Linked DNA regions of Anas platyrhynchos: regions 2 and 3 are each linked to region 1. The links are chromatin contacts, called in public Hi-C maps. All regions are on one chromosome and are shown on one strand. Each heading gives the region's core, a stretch centred on a gene start, on an enhancer-like site or on the middle of the called end of the contact. The rest is flanking DNA. Distances are from core to core; before and after follow the strand shown.

What was found. Hi-C and Micro-C count contacts between places; a contact is called where the count stands out from the background.
Region 2: a Hi-C map of subcutaneous adipose tissue shows a contact between it and region 1, with 4 times the contacts expected there. The contact joins two enhancer-like sites. A contact is called at or near these places in 4 of 8 Hi-C or Micro-C datasets (liver, skeletal muscle and subcutaneous adipose tissue).
Region 3: a Hi-C map of subcutaneous adipose tissue shows a contact between it and region 1, with 2.2 times the contacts expected there. The contact joins the promoter of CDC42BPB here to the enhancer-like site in region 1. A contact is called at or near these places in 2 of 8 Hi-C or Micro-C datasets (skeletal muscle and subcutaneous adipose tissue).

The regions. Positions count from the first base shown.
Region 1 is chr5:11,101,433-11,104,855 of IASCAAS_PekinDuck_T2T, reverse strand. CDC42BPB (CDC42 binding protein kinase beta) reads right to left here. Exons shown (of 39, transcript XM_072038258.1): 19 at 3,090-3,238; 20 at 2,515-2,609; 21 at 2,348-2,427; 22 at 884-934. Among named protein-coding and RNA genes, the nearest start is that of AMN, 46 kb to the left of the region's middle. Within about 2 kb of position 1,800, at least 2 of the 8 cell types and tissues checked have an H3K27ac peak or open chromatin away from gene starts, as enhancers often do. A contact at or near this core is called in subcutaneous adipose tissue, where this site is marked.
Region 2 is chr5:11,016,275-11,019,697 of IASCAAS_PekinDuck_T2T, reverse strand. No RefSeq gene overlaps it. Among named protein-coding and RNA genes, the nearest start is that of CDC42BPB, 16 kb to the left of the region's middle. Within about 2 kb of position 1,662, at least 1 of the 8 cell types and tissues checked has an H3K27ac peak or open chromatin away from gene starts, as enhancers often do.
Region 3 is chr5:11,032,539-11,035,961 of IASCAAS_PekinDuck_T2T, reverse strand. CDC42BPB (CDC42 binding protein kinase beta) reads right to left here and starts at 1,746. Exons shown (of 39, transcript XM_072038258.1): 1 at 1,293-1,746. The coding sequence starts at 1,470.

The DNA.
Region 1 (3,423 bases), core at 551-3,050:
TTCTCTTCCCAGAAAGACTATGTCTATCCTCTTGCATGAGGGTATGGAATGATGTCTGAGAAGCTTGGCAATAATCCATAAAATAGCTCATTTTCTCTTGGTAGCTTGGTACCACCCTAGGATTTTTCTGGCAGACAGCAGCTGCCAATTCCACCACAAGAAAAATTCTTCACGTAACACCATAAATCTTTTTAATTATTTTTTTCCAAAATGAGCACTAATTTTATTATCACCTCTATCATTAAAAATAACCATCTTGTCTTAATCATATTGTCTTACATTTCACTAGAATTTAACACTAGCATCCATTACAAGCTTTAATTTCACACTTACATTAGCAACTACTAATTGCCAGCACAAGGGGGAAGCATGCTACAATTCCACAGCTGAAGCTGGGTGTGGAAGCAGTATTACTGTACTCTGAGGACATCGTGAAAATCATGATTAACAAACATCAGATTAGACTTCACCTAAATGATGTAATTAGCACTAAAGGCAATGAGTAATGAATCACTCACTTCCCAGCCAGTTTCGACAGGAAGATGGCTCGAATTCAGTTAGATCACTAAATAGATTCAGATATTTGTTGTTTGTTTTTTTTTTGTTATGAATTGATTGGTAGGGCTGGGCCATGAAGATCAAATTATACCATTATGTAATATGAACAATTTAAAAATGCAAGGCATGATTTAGCTTTAGTCATATAGACAGAATCTAAAATAACAAGCCTGTAGAAAGGTATTAAAAGAAAACTAAGCTAGCACTATTTAGTGGATTAAGTTATAGAGAGACTAATGAAGCAAAATGTCTAGTTTTAGAAGGCCATTTTTACTATGAGAGATCACAACAAAATAAGGAGACAAAACTACCAGCAAGAACTTACTTCTTCCCAAAAGGCTAGCAGAGAAGATGTAGACGAAGAAGAAACAGAATCCTTTGTTGTAACAGATATGAGGGATAAAAATGATCACTTATCACCCACAGAAAAACTTCAGATGGAATATTAGTAGGCTAGCTAAATAAAATGTTTTATATGGGCCAATGATATTCATTCAAACTAAATGAACCCAGATCATATGACATTATCTTTATGTGTACATGTGAAAAAAACTGTTAGTGGCTATCACTAAAAACGGTATCAGGAATTTTAATGCAATTCATCAGAAAATGCCACCTGTGTTCCCACAGACTATGTATTTATTGCTGGATCTGTAGAATGGAATCTTGATTAGTTATGGGCTTGATATTGTACATGTTACTATTTGAAGAGTATTTGGTGCTTTTTAAAACAATGTTTTGAACTATTAAGATTTGTAGATAAATGCTATTATCCAGACAGTAGTATATACCATGTTTCTCTCTCTCCTTCCACCTCATCCACACAGCTCATCTTGCTGCTTCAGCAAGAAAGCCAGCGTGGATGTTTTGTAACTGGGAACAGTGCATACACAAAGTATGCATATGCAAATACCACAGCATGTTCTTAAGCTTTCTTTTTTGGCACCAATAACAATTTGAAAAGAGACCAGAAAGCACACATTTCAGATAGAGTATCTAACCAGACTGATGAGGTTTTAACCTCAGCCCCTTTGACTCAGCTCCATAAACATAACAGATTATTCTTTCCAGTTCCAGCTCTTGGTTTTACCCTGAGCTATCCATGTGTTTTGAAGAAAAAAATCCCAGAAAATCCTCAAGGATCAAGAGTTCATGAAGTAAGGAAATGTGATTCAATGCTGCATCTAACAGCTGCTTCCTCAGGGAATGCACAAACTTTTCTAAGTGAAACACCCAGTTGGAGCTGCAATTTGTATGATTAGTTTTCTAAGGATCAGAGGGTGTGTCACAGTACACTTACAATACCAACATCTGTGGGTCCTCTGATTTTCTTTCCAGTCCCTTCTACTCTAACCAACCCATTAAGAACTGGAGCCAACAATTTTACATATCTGTTTAAACGCCCTTTGAACTGAGTGAATACTTTTCTTTATATTAACTAGTATTTTCCAACAGTAAAGCGCTTAATCCCTTATTTGCAATAGGGTGTGCCACCCCTTCCAAAACAACCTGAATGTGTATTTTCCAGCTAAAGGTTTGAGATTAACAAAGAAAGAAAGTAGAATAAGAAATAATCAATGTGAACTTTTGGGAGTATTTCCCAAAGGTGCTAGCTTCTCTTCAAAATGCCAATCAATCCAACACCTACTGGACATCCAATTCCACGTCCCACTAATTTGGCTAATAGGCCAGATACAAATTTGCCATGTAGAGCCCAGGGGTTACTTTTCGGTAATAAAAATATAACTCAGCTATCACATTTTTGTAGTTAATTTGTGTAATAACTCACTCTGAAAGTCAGATCACGTGCAAGAGGAGATGTGTTGAAATATTCAAAAATGGAATCTTGGAAGTCTGGAAGTTTAAGACCTAAAACCCAAAACATAACAGACTTAGCTAAAATGCAACACCACAAGCTGTGTTAGAATTCTGTTGAAATACAGTAACTTTAATTACCTGAATCTGTTCTGTATTTTTCTTCTATTTTTTTCCTTAAGCCTTCCATCTCTTCCAACAGTTCCCTGTTCTTTGCTTCCGATTCCTTTAATTTACTACAGAAACAAAATGTGATCAAAATACAATCTTAAACATTTCAAACGGAGAAATATCAGTCTCAGAGTTTTAAGAAACACCATTTTTGGAGGTGCATAAAGGGCTAAATATTTTTCTTTTATTCTTATTTTATTTCTCCCTTCTTCATCTCACTAGTAAGGCACCTCAGTATGTGGCTAGATAGTGAAGACTGCACTTAAGATTCCTGTTAACACTGCAGATATTTGCCAAACAAAATTATTCTAATACTAGTTTGGTCTTTTCTTCCCAAGAATATGTCTGCTTTCCAGATAGTCTACGAAAAAATAGCTCTTAGCCATAATTGACTATGTAAGAAACGTGCAGTCTGTAGAGTAGGATCTTTCTGGCAAAGTCCAAATCCCAGGCACAAGGGGGTTATTGGAAAAAAGTTGTAACTATCCTAACCAGCAGTCTAGAGCAGCGTATAAAAACTCAAACAGAACCAAAGCCCTCATTACCTTTCAAAAGATATGTTTGCATCTTTCACTTTTCGTAGCTCTTCTTGAACTAGTTGTTTGGCACGAATTTCGGCATCTAGGGCAGACTGTAATTCCAGCCTCGCTGACATATCCAACTTCTGACTGCGCCGCACTTTCCAAAGTGGATCCTGTTGCAATAAGTTATTGAATATTAATTATGAACACTATTTCTGATACATGTAAATCAATCAATAGTCAGATTTTATTTCACAAAAATGATTATTATTTATTTATTTATTGAACAGTTAAGCCACCAAAACAACATACTTGAAATCAAAACGGTGTATCAGCAACTGTGACTGTCAAATAGAGA
Region 2 (3,423 bases), core at 413-2,912, 85 kb after region 1:
TTGGTGCCTGCTGCAGCCTGGACTTAAACTGAGACCGGCCCTGGGTAGACATGCAGAAAGTGCAGCTCTCCCGGGAGAAGCAGACACAGAAAACGGCTACTCCAGAAAGCTACAGCTGGGAGCAGCACTGAATTAAACAGTACTTCAGCCATGAAAGGGCCAGCAGTTTGGTCTTTTGCTACGACAGTCACAGTGTCAGAGCACATGAAAGATGCTGGAAGTGGATACCTACAGCGTGGCTGAGCCACAGAGAGGAGAAAGAGACTGACAGAGACAAAGAGAGGCTGTAGTGGAACGGCACCAGACCTCCAGCAGTTCATGCTCCTGCTGGCACGATGCTTTGCAGCTCCTCCAGCAACTCACCACGAGGCCACGCAGGAGCTGGAGCAGAGGGGCAGGAACCAGTGCCATGTCCCAGGGCCAGTCTGGAGGCAGCAGGGGCAGGGAGAGCCCTGCACAAGTGCTGCTGTCGAAGCAACATGTCCTGGATCTGTGGGCTCAGGAGGATGGTTTCACAGAGAAGTGATATGTGAGGCGGAGGGAAATACCTGGGCTTTCTGCCCCTCGGGTGACGGAGCACGTTTCTTGATTAAACTGAAAAAATTCTTTCATAGCAAGTGGAGTGACAATTAGTGACAATGGCAGGCAGCTGTTGTACTGTGACCGCGGCTTATTAAGCTAATCATAATTGTCTCCCTGTTACCTTGAGCTCCTCCCTGTCTGTATGGGGCATCCATCTGTTGTCTCTTGTTCGGTAATTAAGCCGGAAGCTCTTTGGGGCAGGGACCATCTTTTCATTACGTCTTGCACATGGGGGTCCCAATCAGAGCCTCTAGCTGCTCCTCCAGTACAAATAAAGTGGCAGTAAATAAGGGAAAATACGCTCCTTCTCTTTGATTTGAATACCAGTTGCGGCTCACGAGGCATTATAGCTAATGAGACGTCATTTGTGAGAGGGGAACGTGCCCAGCCGGAGGAGAGAGGCACACGCAGCTCCTGGCGAGGGCTGGGGGCTCGCGGTGAGGCCAAGGCTGCAGCGGGTGCTTCTCCCAGGCGGCTGCTCCGGGGGCTCAGTGGGCGCTGCTGGAGCCATCAGGGAATTTGTCGCAGCCCCAGAGCCCCCTGCAGCCCCAGCAGCGAGTGCTGGCAGTGCCATGCTCTTGTTCTGCTTGAAGCTCAGCTCACTGCAGCCAGCACTTGCTGAAAGCTTGGGTTTGGGGCCCCTCTCCTTCTGCTGGGCTTCCCCAGGACCCGCAGGAAGGCTGGCACGCAGGAGCAGGGCTGGTGGCACACAAGTCACACCACAGCTGCCATCAGCATCCCCATGGCACGCAGGCGCTGCCGTTCCGCTCCATAACAGCCCCCCAAAAGTCCTCCCCATCCCCACAGGAGGACATCGCCGCTTCGCTCCAGGAGCAGGGCGCATGTTAGGAATATTAATACCGCAGCCTTGCTGGAAAAAATAACCCGAGTGCCCTCTAGTGACATGTGCTTGGGGCTGTGCCTGGCTCTGGGGGGACCCAGGGGTGCGGGGTCCGGCTTGGGGTGGTGGGGGCTGAGGGAAGGGGGTTCCTGGGGGTGAGGCAGACCCCTGAGGGGCCTTTGCAAGGGTGGGTGCTGATAACAACAGCCCTGCCACCCCACTGTGCTGGGGCAGCCACACCTGAGCGCAGGCAGCCAGCGAGTGGAAGCCCACCTCCACCGAGGCACCCCACCAGCTCCTTCCTCTGCAGCACCCCCAGGATCCACCTTCTCCCACCAATCTTTCTGCTTTTTTTCCCCTGACATGAACCCATATCCCCCCCATGACAGCGTTTTCCATGGAAACCAGTGATAAAGGCACAGCCCAATGCTCCTCGCGGCGCTGTCATCGGCTGCCCCTTTGAATAAAGGATCAGTGCTGATGGCCAGAACCCCACACTCGCCAGCTCTGTTCCCTGCATGAGGAGAGTGTCTGTCCTGGGCAACTTCTTATATTTTATCGGGATGCTGGCACCTCCCTCCATTTGCAGCACCACAGTGTGATCCTCAGAGGAGAGCCCACCTGCTCCTTGCCTTAGGGTGGGGATCCTTTTACAGGGACAAGTCAGGGGAGGAGCAGAGAGAGGCTCTCATGAGGCTGAAAATCGTCACAATAAGTCAAATAATAGTATTAAATACCAGGGTAGTAGTGCTGATGGTAATTACATTTGGTACAGCAGCTCATCCTTGGCCTAAAAGGAGCACGGACTGATGCAGTGACACGGAGTTCAGCCACGTAACCCTCCCTCTGCAAGGGCTGCAGCCTGCGACCTGCGCAGTCAGAGGTCTTGGATCGTCTAATGCAGTCCACGTATTCTGATGCTTTTCCACATTTTGTTTTAAAAGCGAGCCTAAATTAAGTGAGAGCTGAGTGGATTATTACTTGGCTTTAGTCCTCTGACGGATGAGGCTTTTTAAATGCATGACTGGTCTGCACAGCCTTTTTTTTTTTTTTTTTTTTTTTTCCTGACACTTTTGCAAAGCATTTCAGCATATTGACTTGGAACCATAAAGCAAGCCCCAAACGTTAATTCCAGACGAAACCCCTTGTTTCCCCAGGACCTCTGATTGTGAAGCTGTAGCCAGCAGCAGCATTTATAAACCCTCATCCCTGCAGCTCTGACGCCTCGAACATTGCAGCTGCCTTGCAAATACCATTTTTCAAGCCCTGGCCGCCCATCAGAGGCCAGGACGTGACTCCTGTGCCCATGGGGCCAAAGTGCTGTGCTGGAGGAGGACCCCATTGCAGCCCTACCATAGGGACCTCAGCAGAGCCTCCAGCCCTTGGGATGCTGCCAGCTGCAGCCTGCCTTGCTGCAGAGAGGAGAGGGCAATCACTTGCTGCATGCCTGTGCCCATAAACCAGCTCATAAATCACCCCGGCAGCATCCCAGAGAAGGGACAGAAGCCCGTGATAGTATTTATCCATCATTTCCAGGCAAGCCCTCTATTTAGAGGGCTATTTTTCCTATCTTAAACCCAAATCCAGTGGCCTTTACACTGCCTCACCTACGTGCTCAGAGCAAGCCAGGCAGCTCAGCATCCACGCTGCACCGGCTGCTTCGCCATGGCTGCTGCAGGTCCTGCTCCTGCAGTGGGAAATCGCAGTGGGCTCTGCAACAGGGACGGGCTCTGTGACCATAACCCCGGACCGTAAGCACAACCCAACAGTAAGGAGCCGTGCAGGCAAGGCTGCGGGCTGCTTTCTGCATGCCACACGTTACATCTTTCCAGGACGTGTCTTCTTCTCCGAGAGAAATGAGCAAGACGAACGAGCTGAGCAATAAGATGCCACAGGAGTTCTGCAGCCTGACTAACTGCAAGCGCTCTCCGAAGCAAGCAGCTCGTTAATCTGAGTTAATCACTTTCCCGTGCTCAGCACCTTTGCAAATGAAGCCATGG
Region 3 (3,423 bases), core at 497-2,996, 69 kb after region 1:
GATGGAACCCAAATACACAGCAGTGCAGATTTAGGCCCATCCCCTTACCTCGGAGAGACTGGATTATAAACTTTTATCCCCACTCTGCAGCACCAGATGGTAGCTCACATACATTTCAATTATTTATTGAATAGGCACTTTGTTATACTAGGGTAATCCCACGCTGCAGAGAGAGCTGCACACTGTTTTCATTGCGAGATATACTTTTCACCAAGTCAGTAACCTTTTCACATTCAATGAACACAATAAATAGGATTTGGAAAAGCAATTTTATAAACAATTAGATAATTGGACTCTCCATCACACGGAAAATGACAACACAGGAATCAAGCTGTAAGACCCAGCCACCAACAGTGCTACAGGAAAAGCATACCGCTCTTTGGCCTGCCCCAAATCCTGCCCTTGAGTTTTACCCTAAAAGTAGCACCGTGCCCTGCTCCAACACGGTTCACAGCCTGTAGACGCTCGCTTGTTCAATCCACCAGCTCGAAAACAAGTTCAAAAGCAGCCTGCACTTTGCAGGAGACGTACAAAGCTCCCCCAACAAAACAAATAATCGATGCTCCCCTGGCTGCAGCCTTGCAGGGCAGATGTGATCGAGTGGTTAATTATTCAGTTGGCAATCGCATTACTGACGTCAATAGAAGAGTCCAGGAAGTGAATCCTCTTAGTTTGTTAGTGTGACACAAAGAGTGGTGGTCCCCACAGAAATTAAGGAGAACCAGCTGTCCCTCCCTCCCGGTGCTGTGGCCGGCAGGACCACGACACACATTTGCATCTCCTGAAGCGAATCGCCCTTCCCCCTCCCGCAGGAAATCCTTTGTGTTTTTTGTTGTTTGTTTCTTTTTATTATTATATTTTTTTTTCTTACCAGATATCCTTAAGAGCCCAACTAGCTGTACAGCCACGGAACAGCTGACGAACGGGACACCGCGCTCGTGAGCGAGGCTCTCTCCTCCCCTCACTCCACGAGCAATTCAGTCACCTTCACCATGCATTATGCCTCCCAACCTCCCCAGCTGAACAAACCACGGCCCGTTTGAGCACGAATTGATCACAGCAAGCACCGGGGGGGGGGGGGCTCCCCGCAGCCAGCAGGCCAGCTTCCACCTTCAGCCTCACCCCCAGAGCCCACAGCACCATGGACACAGGGTATATTGAGGGGAGGGGGGGGGGGTATATAAGGGGCGAGGCCCAGCCCTGCTGTGAGGGGCTGTGGAGGCCCAGCACCCCGGGGGGGTCCCTCCCCTCTCTCCTCTCCCCTCAGAGCCTCCCCCCGGCGCCGGGCTCACCCCACTCGAGGAAGTCGGAGACGTATCGGTCCCTGCGGAGCGGCGAGTCGCGGCTGCACTCGGCGTAGACGCCGACCAGGAGGTCGAGCAGGGTCTCCACACTCAGCACGCTGTCGTGGCGCTGCGGCCCGTCCAGCACCAGCTGCTCCAGCCGCTTCAGCCGCACCTTGGCCGACATGGTGCCTGAGGCGTCCCCCCCTCACACACCACACACCGCACACACACAGACGGGGCCCGGCCGTGTTCTCCTCAGCTCAGCCCCGCCGCCTCCGCCTCCTCCTCACGGCCGCGCCGGGGCCGAGCGGCTCCTTCCGCGGGCTCCGCCTCAGGCGCGGCCGCTCCATGGGCCGCGCCCCGGCCGCTCCCGCTCCGGCCTCGCCCCGGCGGCGGGAAGGGAAGGGCCGCGCCCGCTCGGCAATCTCCGGCGGCGCTCGGCAATCTCCGGAGGTACTCGGCAATCTCCGGCGCCGCTCGACTCCGCTCGGCAATCTCCGGCGCCGCTCGGCTCCTCCCCGGACACGCCCCGAGCGCGGCGCGGGGAGGGGAGGGAGGGGAGGGAGGGGGGACTGGGCCCTGCGCCGTGCCGTAGCTGGGGTGGGGGTGCTCAGGGCTTTGGGTTCGTCCCCGCAGATTCGCCACGGGGTTAAAGGGGCTGCGCAGCACTTTCGCCACGCCGTGGCATGGTGCTGGAGGGATTTTAAGGGGGGTTCCCGCACTGCTGGGGGGCTGCGGGGGTCTGGGGGGTGAGCTGGGCTCTGCCAGGCTACGGCTTCCCCCAGGGGACAGCTGCTGCCCCACTGGGCTGGTGTCACCCCATGGGGTCCATCCCTGATGTTACCCCCCTGGTGTCACCCCCTGGTGTCACCCCTCTTGTCACCAGGCAGCTCTGGCAGCCCCCCTGCCTTGCTGGTCGTTGAGGCAGCGGGGCGAGCACAGACCTGTGTGTTAGCAACTGCTCGCGCTCACCTGAAGGAGCTGGGTGCAAGGCTCTCAAGCTTTATGAAGTGCCTTTTTTTTTTTTTTAATATGTACATATATATATATATATATTGCATTTCAATTTATTCTGAGAACTGTTCTCTCTGGAGATTGCAGCACCTCCAGGCAAGATGCTGAATAGCGTGATGGGAGTTTACCTCTCTAGGAATGCGGCCGGTCAGGTCCCGATGCAAAACTGCACTGGGAAGGATGCCTCTGCCTTGCTCATCTCCCCGGGTGATTAGATGGAGTGAGGTGGGCTGAAAATCATACAATCATTAAGGCTGGAGAAGACCTCCAAGATCATCTGGTCCAACCATCCCCCTACCACCAATGTCACCCGCTAAACCATGTCCCTAAGCACCACATCCAACCTTTCCTTGAACACCCCCAGGGATGGTGACTCCACCACCTCCCTGGGCAGCCCATTCCAATGCCTCACTGTTCTTTCTCAGAAGAAAAGTCTCCTCATTTCCATCCTGAAATCATCACACGGAGATGGGAGGCAGCTCTGCGCTGGGTCTGCCAGAGCTCGCAAACCTCCTGCCTCCAGGAGCTGGAGCTGGGCAAGAGTTTGCATAGCAGAAGTTGCAGTTGCTGGCATTCGTCGTGGTCAGAAAGTGATGTGTGAGGTTGTTGAAAGACCCGAATGATCTCAACCATCACCTTGAGGGTCAGCCCCAGCCAGTGCTGCATCCAGGGAGCTGCCCTTTTCAAAAGTTCAGGAGCGCAGCCAGACAGAGCTAGACAGAGCATTACGGAGCAGAAGGTATTGCTCCCAACATGACATGGGTCCAGCAGGTGACTATGGAAATACTGTTTTCAGGAGCTGTTGCCCCTCAGGCATGTCTGATATTTCTTTGACACCGAATACCTATTGTATCTGAACGCTATTTGGGTCATAATAACAGCATGCTGTGCATTTGGACCTACTACCTGGATCAAAAAGGTATAGGCATGTTGGGACTTGTTAATTCTAAAAAATGCAGTTCAGTAGAGGATACTGTGAATCATAGTTTTTTCACTGAGAACATATAATTTTAAAACAAAGAAAAGCCACAGTGGATTAAAAAAAAATTACAGCATATTCTTTCACAAGTTTTCACTGTTCTCCCTCTATGTTTCTCCCTGGTTACAGTTGTTTTACCTGACC